Regions from separate parts of the Mus musculus genome. Here region 1 is linked to region 2. Evidence: chromatin contacts called from public HiChIP or PLAC-seq data. All regions are on one chromosome and are shown on one strand. Each heading gives the region's core, a stretch centred on a gene start, on an enhancer-like site or on the middle of the called end of the contact. The rest is flanking DNA. Distances are from core to core; before and after follow the strand shown. Region 1 has its middle 30 kb from the start of Acad9. Region 2 has its middle 27 kb from the start of Gm6639.

Region 1 (3,629 bases), core at 633-3,132, 400 kb after region 2:
CTGTAAGTATCTTTTAATGGTTGGCTGTAAGTATCTTCATCTGTCTCAGTTAGCTGCTGGTATAGCCTCTCAGAGGACAGCCATGCTGGGCTCCTATCTGCAAACACAGCAGTAATAGTGTTGGTGTTTGGTGCCTTTACATAGGATAGATTGCAAATTGGGCCCATCTCTGGATGACCTTTCTTTCGGTATCTGCTCCATTTTTGTCTCTGCATTTCCATTAGACAGGAGCAATTCTGGGTCAAAAACTTTGAAGATAGTTGGATGGCACCATGCCTCAAATGGGGGCCATGCCTATCTACTGGAGGTGGTCTTTTTAGGTTCCATCTCCCCACTGTTGGGCATTTCTGCTAAGGTCATCGTCATTGGATCCAGTGAGCCTCTCACATCCCTGGTGTCTGGGACTTTCTAGAGGTCCCCCCCCCCCCAACCCTGCCCTCTACCCCATACTGCTGCATATTTCTATTCATTCTCCTGGCCCACTGGGCTTCTCTCCTGTCTTCCCCCATACCTGATCCTGCCTGAAGGTCTCAGCATTTACCATTTTTGCTATGGATATAGATGCACTGGACTCGCGCTGTCTGTGCTTATCACAGAGTCATTAACCTGGGTCTCACATTTCTTATATTATTCTTTGGGATTTCTACATGTTCATTGGTTTGCGTTTTTTTTTTTTTTTTTTTATTAGATGTGTCCTTTCAGTTGAAGTATTTGCCGTGTTTGAGTGAGACTTTAGTGTGGTAGTATTGTGTAGTTTAGAAAATAATACCTCAGACCTGAGCTCAAAGTGCCTGGTATAAGCTCCCTGTGTAAGCTCTGTGTAGTTTTAACTGCAGAATCAACCACAGCAGTTTGATGTTACTACTATGTAATTGTCATACTATCCAGTAATCCTTCGATTTCAGTAGTTGTGGGAGAATAAACAAGTATAGAGTGGTGTGTGCTCAGATTTTACTAAGATTAGAAGTGGAAGGGGAGCAGAGTGGATCAGAATAAAGGTTAAGGATCTGAAAAGAGCTCGGTGGTTAAGAGTGTGTATTGCTTTCGGAGAGGACCATAATTCAGTTCTCAGCATGTTTGTCAAGTGGCTCACTACTAACTCCACATCCAGAAAGTATTCTCTAGCTTCCTTGGACACCTATCTATATCCTCATGCATGTACCCATAACCCATATTCACATAGTTAAAAATAAAAGAGAAAGAATAATAATTAAATATGAGATCCACTTTGAAAAAAAAAAGCAATTGAAGCAGGTAAAGTAACTAGGAGGAAAACATTGGAATACCTTTAGGGCCCACAGATAATATAGATCCTTGAAGCTGTGGAGGGTTATAATTAGGAAGTGGAGCTGGAGAGATAGCTCAGTGGCTTAGAGCACATAATATGCTTGCAGAGGACCCAAGTTCAGTTCCCAGCACTCAACATCAGGCAGCTAATAACTACCTGACACTCCAAGGAATACAATACCTCTGATCTTTACAGGCGTCTGTACCCATGTGCACAGCCACACACATAATTTATGGTCCCCAGGTATGTTGGCACACACCTTTAATCCCAGCACCTGGAATGCAGATGCAGGTGGTTTTCTGAGTCTGAGACCAACCCACCTGTCTCAGAAAATAAAAGTTAAAAAAAAAAAGAATACTTATAAAATAAATTGCTGGCACTGCTACACTGAATTGAAAGGTGAAGTTCCCTCTGGCTCCAGGATGGTTAGGGGAGAATGGAAAATGTTAGTCTATTCAGTCTCCATGTTTTTTAGAGTTCTGGTCCTGGAAGCCCAACATATGTGAAAGCTGTGGTGGTTTGAATAAGAATGCCCTCCACAGACTTGTGTCTGAATGCTTAGTCATCAGGGAGTGGCACTGTTGGAGGAAGTGTATGAAGTGTCTCACTGGGGTGGATAACTAAGTCAGCTCACTCAGTCAGCAGGGTGTCAAGGGAGGGAGTGAGGATTGAAAAAAGAAAGGACAATTAGGCAACACTATAACATGACTCCAGCCAGTGCTGAGGCAGAAACACGTTTATTTTTTTCCCGGTCTGCTTTTATACCTGTCTTAGTCATGGTTTCTATTCATTATCAAAAGCAATGCATTTTTGTCTTAGGTTGGTAAGGCTCTGTGCAGAATCTTACCTGTCTTTGACTGCCAGCCAGTTAAATTAATGACTCTGTCTGGGGATCCAGTTTTAGTTTCAAACCAAGTATTTTGGCCACCAACATGTTGATGTTGTTAAAGGCAAGTTTTATTACAATAGCAGGAATAAAAGCTTTTCCAGGACAAGAAGGGCTAACATGATCAAGCTATATATGCCATTCTTGAAGCTTGACCAAGATGGAAATACTGACCTTAAGTCATGAATAATTTTATTAGCAGTAACTGCAGCAATAAAACTCATCGGAGCAGCATTCTTTAAGTTCGTAATCTCATTATGCAAAGTTAAAATATCCAGAGAGGTGTTAGTATTATGCCAAATACCCTACAATATCTTTAAAATTTCTCCCAATTATAGTGTCTGTCATTGTAACTTTTAGAAGTAACACAAATACTTTTAGAAGTAACACAAATATTTAGCATGACACTTGAGATGGCTTCTTCTGAAACTTTGAACCTCCGCTCTAATAATTTGAATAGTATAAAGAGCATCAGTCCATTGTTCCAAATGCCTATCTAAATCCTCTTGAATACTCAGAGCACTAGGAACATTTTTTTTGCTAAATGATTAACAAAAGTAGCTGTCCTAACTTCTTGTGTCAAAGCAATTGCAAAAGCAGTGTTGCTAGCTATTAATGTAATCAAAGCTGCTATACCAACAATAATCAAGTCTACTATCCTCTTGCTTCTGATTAAAGCCTGATTCATTTCTTCCAGTATCTGTAATCTTTTTTCATAATACTAAGGTCCTGTCATACAGTCAATAAAATGTAAACTGGCTGATAGACCACTATAACAGACATGTCAGGTCTCAATACACTAACACAATTAGAAAGTGTACAATCAACATAACTTGTATTAAATACTGTAGAAGAAACAAAAGTAATTTTAACATGATCAGTTAATAAAAGATTAGGAGCCTTAACACATGCACTAACATTTGTTTGAAATTGAGATCCTGTCTTTGTTCTAAATCCAGATCCTATCCCAATTTTATCCACTGCAAATGTAACTTTATATAAGGCAGTTGTATATATTCAAATGTCCATAACCAGCCCTTCAAATGCCTACTGTCTTTTTCTTCAATAACTAGTCACAGTAAAGGAAAGAGAATGGTCATTATAACAACTTCTCTATTTGATTAGTTTTTCTGAAGGCAGTTTCCACAGTCTCTATGTTCTCTGTCCCACAAGGTCTAAAAGCTTGAGGCAAAGCAGCTTGTCCAATCTGGGATATAGGCAAGCAAAGGTGGGTCAGGAGCAGATGTCTAATACAGTTTCCCTGTCACCATTGTCAGGGCACTCAGCAAGCTCACGGTCAGCAACATTCATTGTCCCAGTGCCAGCATGTCTCACCAATTGCTCTGGCAGCTACCATGCTCCTGCAGCATCCTGAGGAAAAAAAACCAAAAACATGCCCTCTTCCCCATATTGATACCTGCCTGATTGGGACTATGCCATATGCCAGTAAGTGGA
Region 2 (3,969 bases), core at 823-3,322:
TACAGTCCTGACCTTTTCATCAGAGTGCAGTCCTTAACATAATTTCTTTCTGTTGTGTGATGAATGAAATAGTCTTTGAAGACAAATTACTTGATAAATGAGGCAGTGTTTGTAGACAAAGGCTATGCTGTGGCCACTGCCTGAGGTGTGTAGCCAACCTTGATGATCAGTCCATATACACATGCCCACAGGCCTTTCAGCAACCATAATGGAAAGAGTGTTCATCTCTTAGGAGTCACAAATACATTGTTTTTGTGACAAGAGCTCACTGTGTAGCCCTGGCTGATCTGGAATCCATCGTAGAGATCTGACTGGCCTTGAACTCAAAGATCTGCTTGCCTCTGCCTCTAAAAGTGTGTGTGTTCCACCAGGCCCTGCCACAATCAATAAAAACAAAAACTAATATAGTGTTTGATTATAGAAAGTAGTGTTTCTCTTTGAAGAGCCTACTTTAAAGCTCTTCTACCTGGGCTTCTGTCTTTAGTTTTACAAGATGATGATTTTAAGGAGAGTACCCAAATCTCTGTTCACATGTCCCCAAATCATGTTCACATTCCCCTCTGCCTATCATGGTCATAAGGAGACCTAGTAAGGCTGAGGAGTATTGAAGAGTCTGAGGACTCCCCAAACCTAAGTCACTCTCAAGCAGTATTAAACCAAATAAATTTATATTGAAGACAAAATAAATAAATAAATAAATAAATAAATAAAGGATTCATGACACATTAACTGTAGGAGGAAAATAATTTAAATGTGTTCTGTGCACAAAACACAGAAGGGCACATTGAGACTCTTGACGATGTCAGACTTTATTAAATAATGATAAATTCACAAGCTATGTTGCTTTTGCTGGCTACGGTTTACCTGGGTGTCCCAGTTTCCCTTGATAGCAGACTATTGGCAACACACATTACTTTATTCCGGTCTTAATCACTAACATCAACTCTCAGATCTGACATTGTACTTCAGACTCACAAGTGTGCATACATGTGTATGTGCATGTGTGTGTCTGTATGCATGTAAATTGCAGAATGGCTACTAATGGGTTAATGAAGTGGTATAGTTCAAAGAGGGCTTTACAAAAAAATTGGTACAGATGCAGGTACTGCAGGTAGTTTTAAAATCCAGTTGGAGAGCAAGCCGGTGGCACTGAGCTGAATCATGGGACCACAAGGTAGGGCAGAAACGCAGGACGACAGTGGTGAAGACCTGGTCCATAGGTATAGACAGACAGACCAACAGATGGCAACTCATAAGGGATGTTTCAAGAAGTAAGGAGCTTGCTGGGCTGAAGCTCAAGAAGTCTCTGCCCCCATACCAGACAAGTGGATGACCGTTGCTGGGACTGTCATCATCATGGTATTGAGTGTCTGTTAGTGGGGTCTAGGTAAGGAGATCTCACCCTTCCTTGGCCTGTGTGTTTGAGGGTTTCTTGGGTCTGGATTTTTCTGTTGTGGTTTCAAATCTACTTTGATAAGTTTATAATTGGTACCTTTTTTAAGAATCAGTTATCTGCGGGGCCTAGCAAACACATAAGTGGATGCTCACAGTCAGCTATTGGATGGATCACAGGGCCCCCAATGGAGGAGCTAGAGAAAATACCCAAGGAGCTAAAGGGATCTGCAACCCTATAGGTGGAACAACATTATGAATTAACCAGTAACCCGGAGCTCTTGACTCTAGCTGCATATGTATCAAAAGATGGCCTAGTCAGCCATCACTGCAAAGAGAGGCCCATTGGACTTGCAAACTTTATATGCCCCAGTACAGGGGAACACCAGGGCCAAAAAGGGGGAGTGGGTGGGTAGGGGAGTGGGGGGGAGGGTATGGGGGACTTTTGGGATAGCATTGGAATGAGGAAAATACCTAATAAAAAAATTAAAAAAAAAAAGAATCAGTTATCTGGCAGTCTGTGCTTCCGGTGGTATCTACGTGGACAGTCATGTTGCCTCTGAATTTGCTGCTTTGTAAAATGGAGTCACCCAGGGCACAGCTTTCACATAACAGAGGAGAGCACAGCCTGAACCTCTAGCGAGAGCACGTGATTTAAAAGAATCCACATGAGTACAGTGCCCTCAGAGGCCAGAAGAGGGTGCCATAGTCCCTGGAGCTGGGTAGAATTATAGGTATCAGACATGAATGCTAGAAACTGAACTCACGTTCTCTGGAAGAACAGGAAGTTCTCTTAACTGCTGAGCCATCTCTCCAGCCCTTGCTTTCCTGTTTTCATTGATAGGCTTACGTTAAGCAAGCCTTTGCTCACTATGCCTGTCTTTTCCCATGATACATCTGCTATTAATCATGTGCATGCCCGATCATGTATAAGCATACGATGGTAAGTAGATGTTCTTCCTACAAGTTCACACACAGGACACACTTTACCTCTCTGGGAGTCATCGGAGACCGGCTGGATCGATCAATCCACTGTTCCCAGATGTGCTTACTGTCTTTTGAGCCCTCATCTGTCTCTCCGCCCTTGAGCTTACATTTCCATTGAGATACCCTTGATGAAATCACCAACTCTGCTTCATAAATTGGCAAATCTTAAAGTTCTTTCAGCGACTGAGTTAAGGTTCATAAAAGTCCCAAGGGTGCTAAAGGTGACGTGTGTCCTCGTCTTCCCGCCTCCGGTGACGTCATCGCTAAGACTCTTGAAGTGTGATTCCTGTGAATAGTCTACACCTGTACTTCCGGCTGTGTCTTACTTTCGTCGGAGCAACACTCTTTCTTTCAGGCCTCTGTGTAAGCCTGTATGAAAACAATTAACAAAATCTCTGCTCCAACAGTCCTGAAATTCTTGCTATTGAAGTCCCATTTCCGCCTGACATCTTGGTCCTTAAACATCTTGGGTAGCTAGCTGCTCAGGCTAGGATGGCGGTGTAGAGCTTTGTCTCTGACCCCTCACTACTGGCACCTCCCACCCCGGTTGTCTTCAGGAGGATGTCATGAGCTAACTTAGTAAAAGGCCTGGGGAAAGCATAAATAGCCCTGGTCAAGGTAGGGTCCTGCAGATCACTGACCTGCAAATCATTGTCTCCTGCAAGGACAAGGTGCAAACCAGTTTCTAGCGACAAGTGCCCCTCTGGTTAGCTACAGGCTTGAAACTTTTTCTTCTGGTAGTATGAGATTCCCGAGAGCATCCCGATTTTAGGGGTGGTCACTCTGTCATAATTTGATAGCCAAAGTAAGGAACAAAAGAATCCTTTAGATCCTTTGTCAGTCCATTTATAAAATTCCTGGAATGTGCCACTTCGGCATGAGTGTTGTTTGGAGTGGAAGGTATTTGAAAAGCAGCAGATGCTGAAGGAAAGGAATCCCCTTCATTCCCTTCTCCTTGCATACAGGAGAATAAAAAAAAAAAAAAAACCTACACTGAAGACTAGGCAAAAAAGAATGCCTCTCAATGGGGAGGCACAACAAACAGGATTCTGTACAAACAAACCCTGCTAAAACAATTCCTATTTTCCTTTAGCCTCCTACAGAATTTACTTCTCTGTACTCGTGTCTCTGTTCAACTTAATATAAAAGCATTCGAACGTCACCCCTTCCCTGATGTTTAGTTCTCAGTCGGAGCTCCCCAGTCCACAAAACTAAGATTAAATACTTATGTTCTCCTCTTACTTTTTTCATGTGTCAAATTAGTTCTTGAGCCCAGCAGGGAAGCATGAGAAGGCAGTGATAAAATTCTGCTTTTCCGACTCAAAACATTATTTGAATTCATCCCATTATGTGTTGCCTCAAAGACATACAGTTAAAAAAAAATTGAAACACTGAAATTAATGACTGATATATTTAATTTTGAGATTTATTTTTTAATAATGTGTATGTGGGGGAGGATGTGGTGGTGCCCATGATGGGTAGTAGCATCAGACCTTCCTGGGGCTTACAGATGGTGTGGGTGCTGGGAACTGAATTCCTACCCTCTACAACAACAGTATACAGTTTACTGCTGAGCCCACTCTCTGGTGG

The links. HiChIP or PLAC-seq counts read pairs in DNA pulled down with a chosen protein or histone mark.
Region 1: a contact with region 2 is called in an H3K27ac HiChIP or PLAC-seq map of embryonic stem cells, with 4 times the contacts expected there. The contact joins two enhancer-like sites. A contact is called at or near these places in 1 of 15 datasets of contacts at CTCF or cohesin (pro-B cells), 1 of 484 Hi-C or Micro-C datasets (bone marrow-derived macrophages), 7 of 115 datasets of contacts at active chromatin or transcription factors (acute myeloid leukemia, double positive thymocytes and embryonic stem cells) and 1 of 9 other capture datasets (adipose tissue).

What each region holds. Positions count from the first base shown.
Region 1 is chr3:36,093,714-36,097,342 of GRCm38.p6, forward strand. No RefSeq gene overlaps it. Among named protein-coding and RNA genes, the nearest start is that of Acad9, 30 kb to the left of the region's middle. Within about 2 kb of position 1,883, at least 22 of the 459 cell types and tissues checked have an H3K27ac peak or open chromatin away from gene starts, as enhancers often do. A contact at or near this core is called in acute myeloid leukemia and embryonic stem cells, where this site is marked.
Region 2 is chr3:35,691,104-35,695,072 of GRCm38.p6, forward strand. No RefSeq gene overlaps it. Among named protein-coding and RNA genes, the nearest start is that of Gm6639, 27 kb to the left of the region's middle. Within about 2 kb of position 2,073, at least 45 of the 459 cell types and tissues checked have an H3K27ac peak or open chromatin away from gene starts, as enhancers often do. A contact at or near this core is called in acute myeloid leukemia and embryonic stem cells, where this site is marked.